Linked DNA regions of Mus musculus: region 1 is linked to region 2. Evidence: chromatin contacts called from public promoter capture Hi-C data. All regions are on one chromosome and are shown on one strand. The core of a region is the stretch at or near the end of the contact, and the rest is flanking DNA. Distances in the headings are between cores, read along the strand shown. Region 1 holds the start of Nfyc (nuclear transcription factor-Y gamma). Region 2 holds the start of Txndc12 (thioredoxin domain containing 12 (endoplasmic reticulum)).

Region 1 (6,257 bases), core at 3,458-5,957, about 12 Mb after region 2:
GCTTTCCGCCAGTGTCATGATACAAAACAATACATACAGTAGTATCATTTGAGTAATTTTATTTTTTACCTTACTGAAACACTGTACAAGATCATTGTTTATAGTTCATACTCAGAGCAATCCTTATATACTGACTTTAAATGGACAGTAAAACTTAAATAGGACACCTTTATGTACCTTTAAGAATTATTTTTTTTATTTATGAGTACACTGCAGCTGTTTTCAGACACACTAGAAGAGTGCATCAAATCCCATTACAGATGGTTGTGAGCCACCATGTAGTTGCTGGGAATTAAATTCAGGACCTCTGGAAGAGCAGTCAGTGCTCTTAATTGCAGAGCCATCTCTCCAGCCCCTTTTATGTACCTTAGACATTGAAAAAGTAAACCTTTAGTTTAAACCGATTCTAGAAACATTCAAACGTAGAAAAGTTAGACTGTGGTTCACCTCTCTAAACTACACCTGAAGCTTTTCCATTACAAAGTTCTCTGCAGACTGGGTGCATGAGGCCATTCTGGAAATGGGTCCAAGTGCACGTCACTGCTGAGAAAGATGAAAGGTGGGAATGGTACAACAAATCTTGCAACCTGACAAAAGGTTTTGTTGGCAAGCAGATTTTTTCCCCACACAATGCCATTTTCCTCTTACTTTAAAAAAAAAAAAATCCAACTTCAACTAAAATTTTCTACATTAAAAAAACTTAAAAAATTACTGGACAGAATAATACTGGTTGTTTAACTTTAATAATTGCTTTTGGCAAATATGAAAATCTTTTCATTCCCCCTCCATCTTTACTTTGATGCAACTAGGAGTTAGCAGAGGGTATCATGAGATAACTCTTCTCTGAAACAAATTTCCCAACCACTTTGAGCATTTAGAAGTTTAAGACTGACCTCACACTGACCTGTGGAAAATCAGCCTCTAAACCACAAATGATTTAGATTTCTCTTTCCTATCAAGTGGTTGCTCTCCCAAGTGGAATCCCGCTGTACACAAGGAAAGAATTATAAAAGACCTCCTTGTTGAGGAAGCTCTAACTGGATGGCACATTTTATGCAGTTCCAAAAAGAAAATACGGAGTTCTCTCATTTACTAAGGTCCACAATGTCATCTTCTCATTCTCTATTATACTCATTTCTTGTAATTACGACTTACAAAGAAAAGAAGAGAAAAGGAAAGAAAAGAAAAGAAAGCGCAGACAAGACTCTACCCCAGCACACACAGTAGAGACTGCAGAAACTACAGAGACACAATTTTTTCCTAGGTCCAACTTTAAAATCAGCTGCTTTACTGCCCCTTCCCAGAGGCACTCTGTGGTCAAAGCATAATCCATTTCCTCCTGTAAATGATCCACCTAAAGGATGTTGGGAACTTTGAGTCTCTGCAGGAAAAATACTAAAATGAACTGTACATTATTAACCTTCCTAACTTGTCAGTCCATGCATGAGAAACTAAAGTATATGAAAGAGTCTGTAAAACATCAGATAACTCAGTTTCCTCTGAAATAAGGAGACTAGAAAAGAACAACTTGCTAGCTAAGAAATGTCCTTAAATTGTAATATCTGCGGCTGGAATAAAATTCAAGGTCATTTGTGACCATAAGTATGTCCTCTGCCATTCTCCTTCCAATGAATGAGGTACACTTGAACTTATTACTTAAAGTCACCACTGGAATCATGTGGTAGTGCACTTTCCTGACATGTGACTCTGGGCACTGTACCAAAGAGGTTAAAGAAAAGTCAACACATACCCTGTAGACTCAATATTCAGGAGCCTGGGGCAAGAGAATCCCAAGTTAGATGCTAGCTTTAGCTACACAGGAAGACTCTGCCTTTGTTTTTATTTCATTTTAATTAACTTAGAGACAGAGTCTCATATATTCCAGGCTATCATCAATCTCCTGAACCTTCTTTCTATGTCCTAGATGCTGGCATTACAAGTATTCATCACTGGGTTCAGCTTATTAGATGCTAGTGATCAAACCCAGGCCTTAGTACATGCTAGGTTCATACTCTACCAACAAAGCTACATCCCCAGCCCAAGAGCCTGCCTTTAAAGGGTCATCTCTACCACTAAGTCAATGCTTCCATAGGTGAGGCAATGCTGTCCAGTAGAATGAGGTTCTATCAAGTGACCGAAGATAGACATGGCTTGGCTTTGCAAAGCTAAGTGACTTCAACAAGGTTCTCTCTTTAGAACCTTAGCATAAAAAACATGCCTAAAAGCAGCTGAAGATGCAAGGGTTTTCCTTTTCCCACAACAGTCTGTGGCATCAAGGTAATACAGAGTTTAAATACAGGGGTTCCAGCAGGGCAGTGATGGCACAGGTCTTTAATCCCAGCACTCAGGAGGCAGAGGCAGGTCGATCTCTGAGTTTGAGGCAAGTCTGGTTTACAAGAGGGAGTTCCAGGACAGCCAGAGCTGCACAGAGAAACCTTCTCTACCGCCCTCCCCTGCCCGCACCTCTCTCTCGCACACACACAAAACCTAAATAAATAATAAATAAGGGCTCCAGCTGGTCTTGGTAACACCTTTAATCTCACCATTCCTGAGGAAGGAGGTGGATCTCTATGAATTCCAGACCAGCCTGGCCTTATATAGTGAGACCACCATCTCAAAAAGGAAAATAAAATAAGCTCCAGGTTGGCATGGTAGCTCACCTGGTAAGAGCTCTTGCCACAAAGCCTGAGGACTGGAATTCCTCCCATGGATTTCACATGATGGAAGGAGGGAATGAACATACCTACAAGCTGTCCTCTGACCTCCAGAATACTATGGCTCACACACTCACATGTACATAATAAATTAAAATGTAATAAAAATTTCAAAATAAAAAAGAATTAAGAGCTCCAAGATCCCAGAGTGGTGGGACTCTCTGGGAAATCTCATCAGTTAGGATGTGGATCTAGAAGAATCTGGAGTGAAAGGTCATTACCAGCTACATACAGAGCAAGCAAGAGTAGCCTGGACTACAGGAGAACTTGCCTCAAAAGAAAAAAGGTAAAGAAAGAGTAAAGAGGGAAGAGGAAGACAGAGAAGAGGAGGAGAAGGAAGGATATGAAGTGGGAACTCTAAAAGCAGTGTAAGGATGGAGAATCCCATCTGTGTCTGGATCTGGGCTGTCACTTACTAGCTGTGAACTTAACCAAATTCCTCGTGGTTTTGTCTTCCTTTTAGAGTCTCACATCTTACAGGCTGACCTCAAATTCCTGGGCTCAAGCAACCCTCTCACCCTAATCTGCACGGCTGCTCCCACAACAAGGACAGTACACCTGACTCCAGCAACTTACAAACTCTTGCTTGTTCCCTCACAGAATGAGGATGGCACTGCCAATATCTGTGTGACTGTAAAATATACTCATACACCCAGGTAAGCACGCGAAACAAGGTCTATTACTCCTGAGTTTGTCTCACCTGCCCTCTGAACTGAAAGTTAAGAGAGATCAATTTTAAGGGGGAAGTGGGGTAACTCAGTTGGTAGAATGTTTGTCTAGCAAGCACAAAGCTCTGATCCTATATTCTTCTTAGACCAGTGAAAATTTCATATATAACATCTCAAAACTAGCATGATCCCAAATCCTGTAACCCCCAACTTCCCAATTATGCAAATACATTCTACAGCTGACTTTCTGATTCTACTTAATGTAATGTTAAAATGGCATTCAGCCTCTAAAAGTTGATACACCTGTCCAGTGGGATCCGGCTGTTTACCTGTTTCCCACTCTCCATTTCAGAACCCAGAATGGAGTCTGGAGTTCTACACTAATCCTCCGGGTTTCAAAACCCAAATTCTTACAGCAGGCTCCCTAATCCGATTCTGTCCTTCTGGTCCTCACTCCCACTACTTCCATACCATGCACTCAGACTTCTACTCAGGGTCATTCCCAAGCTGGATCAATTTCCAAGTCTAGCACCCCTAGGTCTCGAAGACACTTCTGTTCCGTGTTTACAAAGCAGGGGCTTGCACACCCCATCTTGTAGTTGACCGTGCCTCTGGTATTAGTAGTGACCCCTCCCCGTTGCAGGCCACACGCCAGGCTACCACTCTCTTTCTCCTCTGGGCCTCCGGCTCCGTCCCGGAGACTCCCCGCCACGCTGGCATTAGAGGGACCGTCGCCCTGCCGCCAGAGCCTGAGCAGCTAGCATCCCGACAGCCGCCAATTCCTTCATCACCCCCCAGGCCGGAGCCGGCGTGACCAATAAGGTGCCAGGTCCGCGGCCTCCCCGCCGCCGACCAATCACGAGCGAGCCCCCCCGCCGTCGCCTTCCGCCAATGGGAGAAAGCCCGCGGGCCCAGGCGCACGGACCCCGCGAGCGCAGCCGCGACGACAGCGGCGGGCCCGGCGAACACATAACATGGCGGCGGCAGAGCCGACCGAAGTGCAGCGGCGGCCGCAGAGGGAAGGGAGCTCTCCGCCATTGGCGGGAAGCACCGCCCTCACTGCCGGCCGCCCCCTCTCTCTCTCCCCTCCTCACCCAAGCTTTCATACACTCACAGGCCTCTACTCCGGCGTCCAGCGAAGAAAGCAGCCGCCCCCGCGCTGCTGCGCCGTCGGGCAATGCAGAGGCCCGGGCGCGGCGGAGGGGAGGGGGAAGCGTGCGTCACGAAAAACCGGAGCGCGTGCGGAGCGGGGGCGCAAACAAGATGGCGGCCGCGCCGTTTGTACCGTCTCCCCTGCCCCTCCCCCCACTCCGCGCCTCGACTCCCAGCAACGCGTAGTGCGCAGCGGCTGAGGTGCCTGAAGTCTCGCGAGAATTGTCTTGCCTGGCCAAGCGGGATAGTGAGAGCGGAGACTTTTGGGGCCCCGCCCCTTCCCAGGGGCGCGGGAGGCGTTTCTCGGTGACCTCCGAGGACGTTCTATATCCTTGAAGCTCTCAGCTAGGATGCGCTCGCTTCTGGGTTTTAGGAAATAGTTTTCCGTGTTTTGTTCTTCAAGGAAATGAATGGTAGGGAGAGAAGAACTTCGCGGGCATGGAAAATTTAAAAAGCCGCCTGGGGCTCAGCAAACCGGACGACCTGAATTCGATTCTTGGAACCCAGGATGGACCAGAAGAACAGAGTCCTGAAAGCTGAACTCTGATCATTAATGTGCGACGCGCGCGCGCACACACACACACACACACACACACACACACACACACACACACACACCAGTAAGTGAAGAAATAAAATTTCCAAACAACCAAAAAGGTGACATTTTAAAACGTTAAAATTGGCATAAAAAGGGCTGGAGAGATGGCTCAGTGGTTAAGAGCACTGACTGCTCTTCTGAAGGTCCTGAGTTCAAATCCCAGCAACCACATGGTGGCTTACAACCATCCGTAATGACATCTGATGCCCTCTGGTGTGTCAGAAGACAGCTACAGTGTACTTACATAAAATAATAAATATTTTTTTTAAAAATTGGCATAAAAAATTAAAGAGTTGGGAGGTGGCTCAGTAAAGTGCTTCCTACAAGCATTAAGACCTGCATTAGCCCCCCCAACACTCCATAAGCCACTAGCACAGTAGTCTCCCATACCTGAAAGGCTTGAAAAGAAACCTGCCAGCCTAGCTAAATAAGCAAGCTCCTGGTTCAGTGGGAGGCCCAGTCTATACAAATAGGTTGGGGCCAGCGCGGTAGAACTGAAATTCCAGCACCTGGGAAGACGGAAGCAAGAGGGTCTGTGAGTTCAACGCCAGCCTTGTCGAGTTCCAGGACTTCCAGAATTACGCAGGGAAATCCTGTGTCAAAAAATAGGGTGAAGTTTCCACTGAAGACATCTAGATGTTGCCTTCTATGGGCGAATGCATTCCATGCAAATACATTAACACAATATGTATGGCTTGGTGTGGTAATACATGCCTCTAATCTTGGCACTTTAGGCTGAATATGGAAGCCAACCATTTTGGGGAGGTGGGGGTGGGGATGGGGAAGTGTAGTATTTCACAAGGCCTGTCTATAACTGGTTGTCCGGTGCTCATTATGTAGTCCACACTGACCTTAAACTCAGCTAAATCTTCCTTACTTAGCCTCGGGGTCCTGGGATTACAGACATAAACTACCATGCCCAGCACACACACACACACACACACACACACACACACACACACACGAAAAGAAAAGAAAAAAGAAAAGAAAAGAAAAGAAAAGAAAAGAAAAGAAAAGAAAAGAGAAAAGACAGGAGGCAGAGGCAAGCGGATTTCTGAGTTCGAGGCCAGCCTGGTCTACAAAGTGATTTCCAGGACAGCCAGGGCTACACAGAGAAACCGAAAC
Region 2 (6,418 bases), core at 1,040-3,539:
CCCTACTTAATATCTTTAATGTACCTGTCATTCTTGTTTCAAGTGTGAGGTCATCTCAGATACCTGTTAGTGCAGCAGGGCATAAATTATAAACAAAATTGTTAGCTGCCTGGAAGGCCTGGAAAGTTCCTCTCTGTGTCCCAAAGGGAGAAATGACTTTCAAGGGCCACATGATCACTGAGTGAATATCCACGAATCCTTTCTGCACTTTTCTCAAGGACTTCCAAAAAGAGTATACAGAGATGAATCAATATTTATTGGATGCCCAAATTATAAGCATCCAAGTACTTTAATCATGTTTACAAAGATAAAAATAATTTGAATTTTCAGCCCTGACTTTTTATGTGAGGTTTTACCACTTAGGGCTTTGGAAAGGTATTTAGGTTCTTTGTACTTGTGTTTGTTTCTCCCGCATTAAAAAAAGTATACCATCGCATACTTTACTGAGTTGAAGGCTAAAGCATAGATTATCAAGTTCAGGTAAGACACTCAGTAGTTGGTAACTATTGTTACCATTCTTCCAGAGGGCCACTAATTAGGTATAATGAAAGAACGTGGGAACGGAAGTTGAAACCGCCATTCACCAGCTGTGTAACACTGTGCCTGGCGATCAATCATCAGGCAGTGTGAAGAGGTTATAAGGATAGGTAACTGTCTCAAAATTAAGAGAGACTTGTAAACAAGCACTTCTATTACAAAGTGAAGAGCGCTGCAACCTAGTTCGGCCCCAAGAGCTTGGTGGCCGGGTGCTAACCTCAGTTTGGGAGGAGCAAAAGAGATGACAACAGATCTGCTGCTCAAAGCGTCTGACACTGTTGTTGTGAATAATGAGTGATGGACGAGGAGGGTTCTACCCTCCTGGGTCTGGACCTGAGCGGCCAGAGCCCGGGCCCGGCTCCTCCACAGCGGGCGGTGGTGCTGGGGACCTTCCCTCAGGTGCCGACCCCCAGCTGCGCCGCCCGTAACCGACAGGCCCGGCCGGCCGCCTCCGCCCCCACTCGCCGCGCCACGGCGGAAGTGGCAGCCGGAGCGGACGGCGGGTGTCGAGAGGGGAGGGCGGGGGGAGACCGTGCGCAGCGGCCGGAGGCCGTGGGGTGGCGGGCCCGCCGGGGGTCTCACCTGCAGCGGGGAGGGTCCTCCAACACCAGCACGCGGCAAGAGCAAGATGGCTGCCTCAGCTGAGACAGAGAAAGACCGCGGCGGCAGCGGCGGCGGCGGCGGGAGAGGCCCACGTGACGCACGGCCCCGCCTCGACCGCGGGAGGGAGGCGGGGTGGGGGTGGGTACGGCAACTGCGCGCCTGCCTCCCGACTACAAAGCCCAGCATGCCTCGCGCACCTCACTATTCTGATTGGCGGCCGGGCTGCTTCCTGGAGGAGGCGGCGGTCCCCTTGGCGTCCCATTGTGTCTGCGCTTACCTTTTGTCTTGGATTTAACAGAAGGGTGGTGTGGGGTCTAGTTCGGGTTGTACACCTTGGATGTCCTTCACTAAGCATTGAGCTCTAATGGACTCTCATCAGGAGGGAAAGTCGGCAGTTGACTTGTTAGGTAGTAACTCGACCCAATACAAAAAGCAACAGACTTAACGGAAAGAAGCTTTACACTTTACGTGCTTGAGATGACTTATGTCCCAGTTCCCTCGGACTACCTCTTCAGTTGTGCAATAAAAGGCCCCAAGCATGGTTTTCTTGGACCTTATGTCAGTTGGTTGCATCATGCCTGAGTGGAAGTCCTGCGAATGCGAGTGGGGGTGGGGGGAAGGGTCCAGCGCTTCTCCAAAGTGCTTGCCTGCAAGACACAGACGCGTGCACAGCGAAACGGGCTTACCGAGTCTCTTTGGAATCCCAAACAGAAATCTAACAATGAAATGCTGTTGTCCAGTATTTTTAACTTGTGCGAGGGGGCGGGAAATTCCAAGCCCTCTGTTGTGATAGGCTGATCTCAAAGATAATAATTTGCATTTTGAATATTTAGTGTAGTGGTCCATTGGAGGGAGGGGCTAGGCTAGAGGTCAGACGTAATTAACAACGGTTTTCCTGAACCTTTCCCCAGCCCTCACCAATTCGGGCCACCTCATCCGGCTGTTTCTTTAAGCCTGGATATCAAGGACTTAGGGAAAGCAAACTCGAGATGTACTCCCACATCCTTCTACGTGATCTGCACCTTTAAACTTACTCCATTCCAAAGCGGACCCTCGAGGCACCGCCCACATCCGTCTAACATCACTTCCTTCAGTGTTTGGCTAGGAAAAAAAAAAAAAAAAAAAAATCTGGGAATCCGAGGGGTTGGGCTGAACGGCGATAAGGGGGCAGAGCGGAGCTTCTGCTGGAAATCCTGTTCCCTCAATCCGGTGGCTCTGTGCAACTACCACCGTGGAGATGTCGCTTCGTTTCGGGGCCACCTGTTTGCTGAGCTTCAGTTTCCTGCTCCTCATCACTTCTTCAGACGGACGCACTGGGCTTGGAAAGGGTCAGACCTCATTCTTACCGTAATCTTTACGGACCCCGGGCCTTCTTAACACTTTATTTTCTCACTGTATCTTAGGCCACTTTAGATTCCTTTTTATCTTCCCCAACTGCTTTTGTGGATTTCTCGGGGTCAGGAGTACCAGGTCCGGGAGAGGGTTTAAGAGAAGGAAGTTGTACTTGAGGGCGCTCTTAATTCTTGGGATTGAGAAGATATGGCCCTTAAATTAGGACTAGGTTGTTTAAGAGTCCATTCATGTGTCATGTTAGGCGCTTGGGACGCCTCCAGGAACCGTCACCTTCCCGCCAGAAGAAATAGGTCGCTTGGGAAGCCCTCAGGAACCGTCACCTTTCCGCCAGAAGAAAAAGGGTCGCTGGTGACCTGTAGTGGTCGCTTGAGTCTGAAGATTCCTCACCACGTTCCCCCGTACCCCCAAGACCCGGTTCCCTATTCCCCCAAGAGATGCAGAAAAAAGAGCAAATGAAAGGTAGACCTTTTGCTAGGTCACCAACAGTTGGTTTTGGTGTGGCTCAGCTAGTGTGTTGGAAGAAACTGATTTCTTTAGAGCGATGGATCAGTGGTTATCAATGAAGGTTAGGAAGTAAGGACCCCCAACTCCGTGTATTACCAGCCCTATTTCTAAACTTGAACACCTTCTCATCAGTTGGGTTTTTTGTTTGTTTGTTTTGGCAGCTGAATTGACTAACTGGTTGAGTTATAAATGGATTCCAGCCCTGCTTTGGATGGTTTGTGTTATGACCTTTACTGTATGGGATTTTTCTGATGCTGGTGGTGTGTGTGTGCTTCAGTGTGGTGTCTGCCCGCCTGTTTTCTGGTACACATGACTAGGCCATAAGAGGATATTGGGTGTTTTCCTCTTCTGCTTGTTCTCCACCTTATGAAACAGCCTCATTGAATTTGAGTTCACCATTTAGGCTAGAGGAGCCCTGTGTGTGTGCGCGTGTGTGTGTTTAGGTAAATGTGTGGCCCAAGGAGGCCAGAAAAGGGTGTCAGTCCCCCTGGAGGTGGAGGTGCAGGCAGTTGTGATCTGCCTCTAACATGGGAACTGAACTTGAGTCCACTGAAGAGCAGCAGGTTCTTTTCTGGTCCCAGCCCCTATTTGTTTGTTTGTTTGGTTGGTTTTTTGAGACAGGGTTTCTCTATAGCCCTGGCTGTCCTGGAACTCACTCTGTAGACCAGGCTGGCCTGGAACTCAGAAATCCTCCTGCCTCTGCCTCCCGAGTGCTGGGATTAAAGGCGTGCGCCATCACTGCCCAGCTGTTTGTTTTTAGAGCTCTTTATCTTTACATTCATTGGTGGGCATTGAGACTGAGTGGAAATTCAATGAGTCACCTCAGTTCAGTATTGATTTTCGATCATCAGCCATGTTTTGATCATTGACTCGGGTACTAGAGACATGACAATGAAGAGAACAAACAAGGTTCTTGCTTTCACTGGGTGTATATTTAAGTCAGAGAGTGCAATAGGATAGATCTACGACAGATTAATAAAAGAATTTCAGCTTATATAATACTGTGGTAGATTGGGAAGTACAGACTGAGGAGGGTAAGGGCGCTGGCATCTACCTGAATTAGGAGGGTGAGAAAAAGCTTTTCTTTTCTTTCTTTCTTACTTTTTTTTTGGGGGGGGGGTGAGAGACAGGGTTTCTCTGCAGCCCAGGTTGTCCTGGAACTCACTCTGTAGACCAGGCTGGCTTCGAACTCAGAAATCCGTCTGCCTCTGCCTCCTGAGTGCTAGGATTAAAGGTGTGTGCCACCATGCCTGGCAAAGCTTTTTCTTTCTTTTCTTTTTTCTTTTGAGAAAGAAGTTTTTCTAAGGTGATATGTGGGTTTCTGCCTATGAAGGAAGTGCTGAAAACTGCACAATGGGTCCTATTAAGTCAAAATGTTCCAAATACTGATGATCCTATTGTAAAACAGGCCGCTGTGTATTTAGAATAGAACTGTATATACAGAGGGAGACTGGAGTGCTAGGGTGTATGCAGAGCTGAGTTTCAATGTGTTCTGCCAGTGACCAGACGAGATGCCTGTGACAAGTAGCTTAATCTCTCTCATGCCTCTGTTCCTCAGCTGCAAAATGGGTGTGATTGTTACCCCAGACACTCAACACATAACAAACCCTGCTCAATCGACTGTTGAATGCATATAACATTATGAAGTGTTGTGTGAGTCTCATTTCTTTGTCAGGCAGTAAATACTGTGTTATTCAATTAGCATCATTGCCTAATAAACAACTCCAAAATATATTGAAGCCTTGAATCCCGGGACTGGAGGTAGAAGCAGGCGATCGGATCTCTGTGAGTTCCAGGGAACCCAAGTGGAAGAGCTAGTTTGTGATAATTGAATGAAAAAGCAAAAGACGCGTGAAGTGTCACACACTTGAAAAAGATCGAGTAAGTGAAATATTGTTATTATTTCCACCATTGAGGAATACTTGCTTGTTTCTAAAAGGAATTAATATTATCTCAAGTATTTGTCTTGTGTATTGTTTATGTATAGATTCTTTGGACATAAGAAATATACTCACCCCACCTAAAAAAAGTAAAAAGTACTACCTGAGGCAGGAAGTCCTGAAAATTTTGATGAGTGTTGTTTCTTCCAAAATGTCTAAAGAGCTTCTCCAGCTCTTTCTAGAAGATTCCTTGGTGGTTTGCAGAGAGGAAACAATGAGTAACCCTCCCTACCCTCCCCAACAGTTTTCATTATGAAGAGGAAGCACGCTGGTGTGGAATAGTGTGCACTAGACTGGAATTATTAGGCCTAGATTTTAATCTTGGACAGGCCATTTAGCCAGCAGTGGTCTTCCCTAGTGACCATTTATTAAGTGAGAGTGAACTAGGAATGTGTCCTAAGGGCCTCGCAGCTCTAACATTCCAGTGTCCAAAAACACGCTCATTATTCTCAGTAGACTAGAAACTTAGCTCTATCACCTGGAAAGAAGTGTGGTTGCTAGCATTTACTTCCTCTCTGCTAGCTTCCAGGCATTGATCTGCCTGCGTATTTTTTTCATACATAGTAACTATGAGGTGGGTAATATTTTTATTATCATCCCATTTCACAGATGAAGAATTTAAAATGAAACATTAGAAGTTAACTAGTAAGTCGAGGGCAGGAAGATGAATCCCCAGCCCATGTCTTTACCCAGTGCACCACTCTGGCCTCCAATGCAGAATCTAGAAAGAGGCCATTCATGTGTTCTCCCGCCTGTAATAGAAATAGATGACTTCAGTCTCTGGAATTCAAAGCTGGCACAGTAACACTTACGCTCCATGTCCCGTTTACAGCCACAGTCACTTCATGAGACAGATATTTTTGTTAGCTATATTTAACATTTGCGCAGATGGTAGAAAGGCTGCCTTCTGATGGAGACATCACTTGGCTACACTGTTACTCTACCTTCCAGGTACAGTGTTGCCTAACTCAGGCCTGGCTGCCAGCTCTGACATCTGACCTTTCCTTATTTAGGTTTCACCAGCTGGAGCCTGGGGGTTTTTTCTGTTGTCTTTAAAACAATCTAGGAAGAAGAGCTTGGACACCAACATAAATACTGTGTTTAGAACTGGCTTTTCCTGTTTTAAACATCGTCTTCGGTGGGGAAAAAGAGCTGTTGATTTGGGAACCTTTAGCTTCCTTTGCAGATGGCTGGCATGAACTGCCTTGCAGATGACACCTTAGGAAACTGCACTGTCTGCAGAGGCTCCGTGCTGCCATGGCCAAGAGAATAGCTGCTTAAAACTACCTGTCTAAGTCATCTTTCAAGAGGAAAGGGAGAAGCAAAAACAAAGCAATTCCCCATCCCCTGTGGGTGTTCTGTAGCTGAAGTCAGTGTTCTCAAGGTCCATTCCTTCATCCATTCATCTTTAACCATTGTTAGTGAGCTAGCCAACTGTAGGGAATGGTTTAACTATAGAGTAACCACCTCCATTCCAGCTC

Evidence for each region. Promoter capture Hi-C pulls out the DNA fragments that hold promoters and counts their contacts.
Region 1: a promoter capture Hi-C map of maxillary cranial neural crest shows a contact between it and region 2. The contact joins the promoter of Nfyc here to the promoter of Txndc12 in region 2. A contact is called at or near these places in 4 of 39 promoter capture datasets (cranial neural crest, liver, maxillary cranial neural crest and 1 more).

Annotation. Positions count from the first base shown.
Region 1 is chr4:120,821,034-120,827,290 of GRCm38.p6, forward strand. Nfyc (nuclear transcription factor-Y gamma) reads right to left here and starts at 4,708. Exons shown (of 10, transcript NM_008692.4): 1 at 4,497-4,708.
Region 2 is chr4:108,832,389-108,838,806 of GRCm38.p6, forward strand. It overlaps Txndc12 (thioredoxin domain containing 12 (endoplasmic reticulum)), which reads left to right and starts at 2,290. Exons shown (of 7, transcript NM_025334.3): 1 at 2,290-2,468. The coding sequence starts at 2,378. Btf3l4 (basic transcription factor 3-like 4) reads right to left here and starts at 1,252. Exons shown (of 6, transcript NM_027453.3): 1 at 1,120-1,252.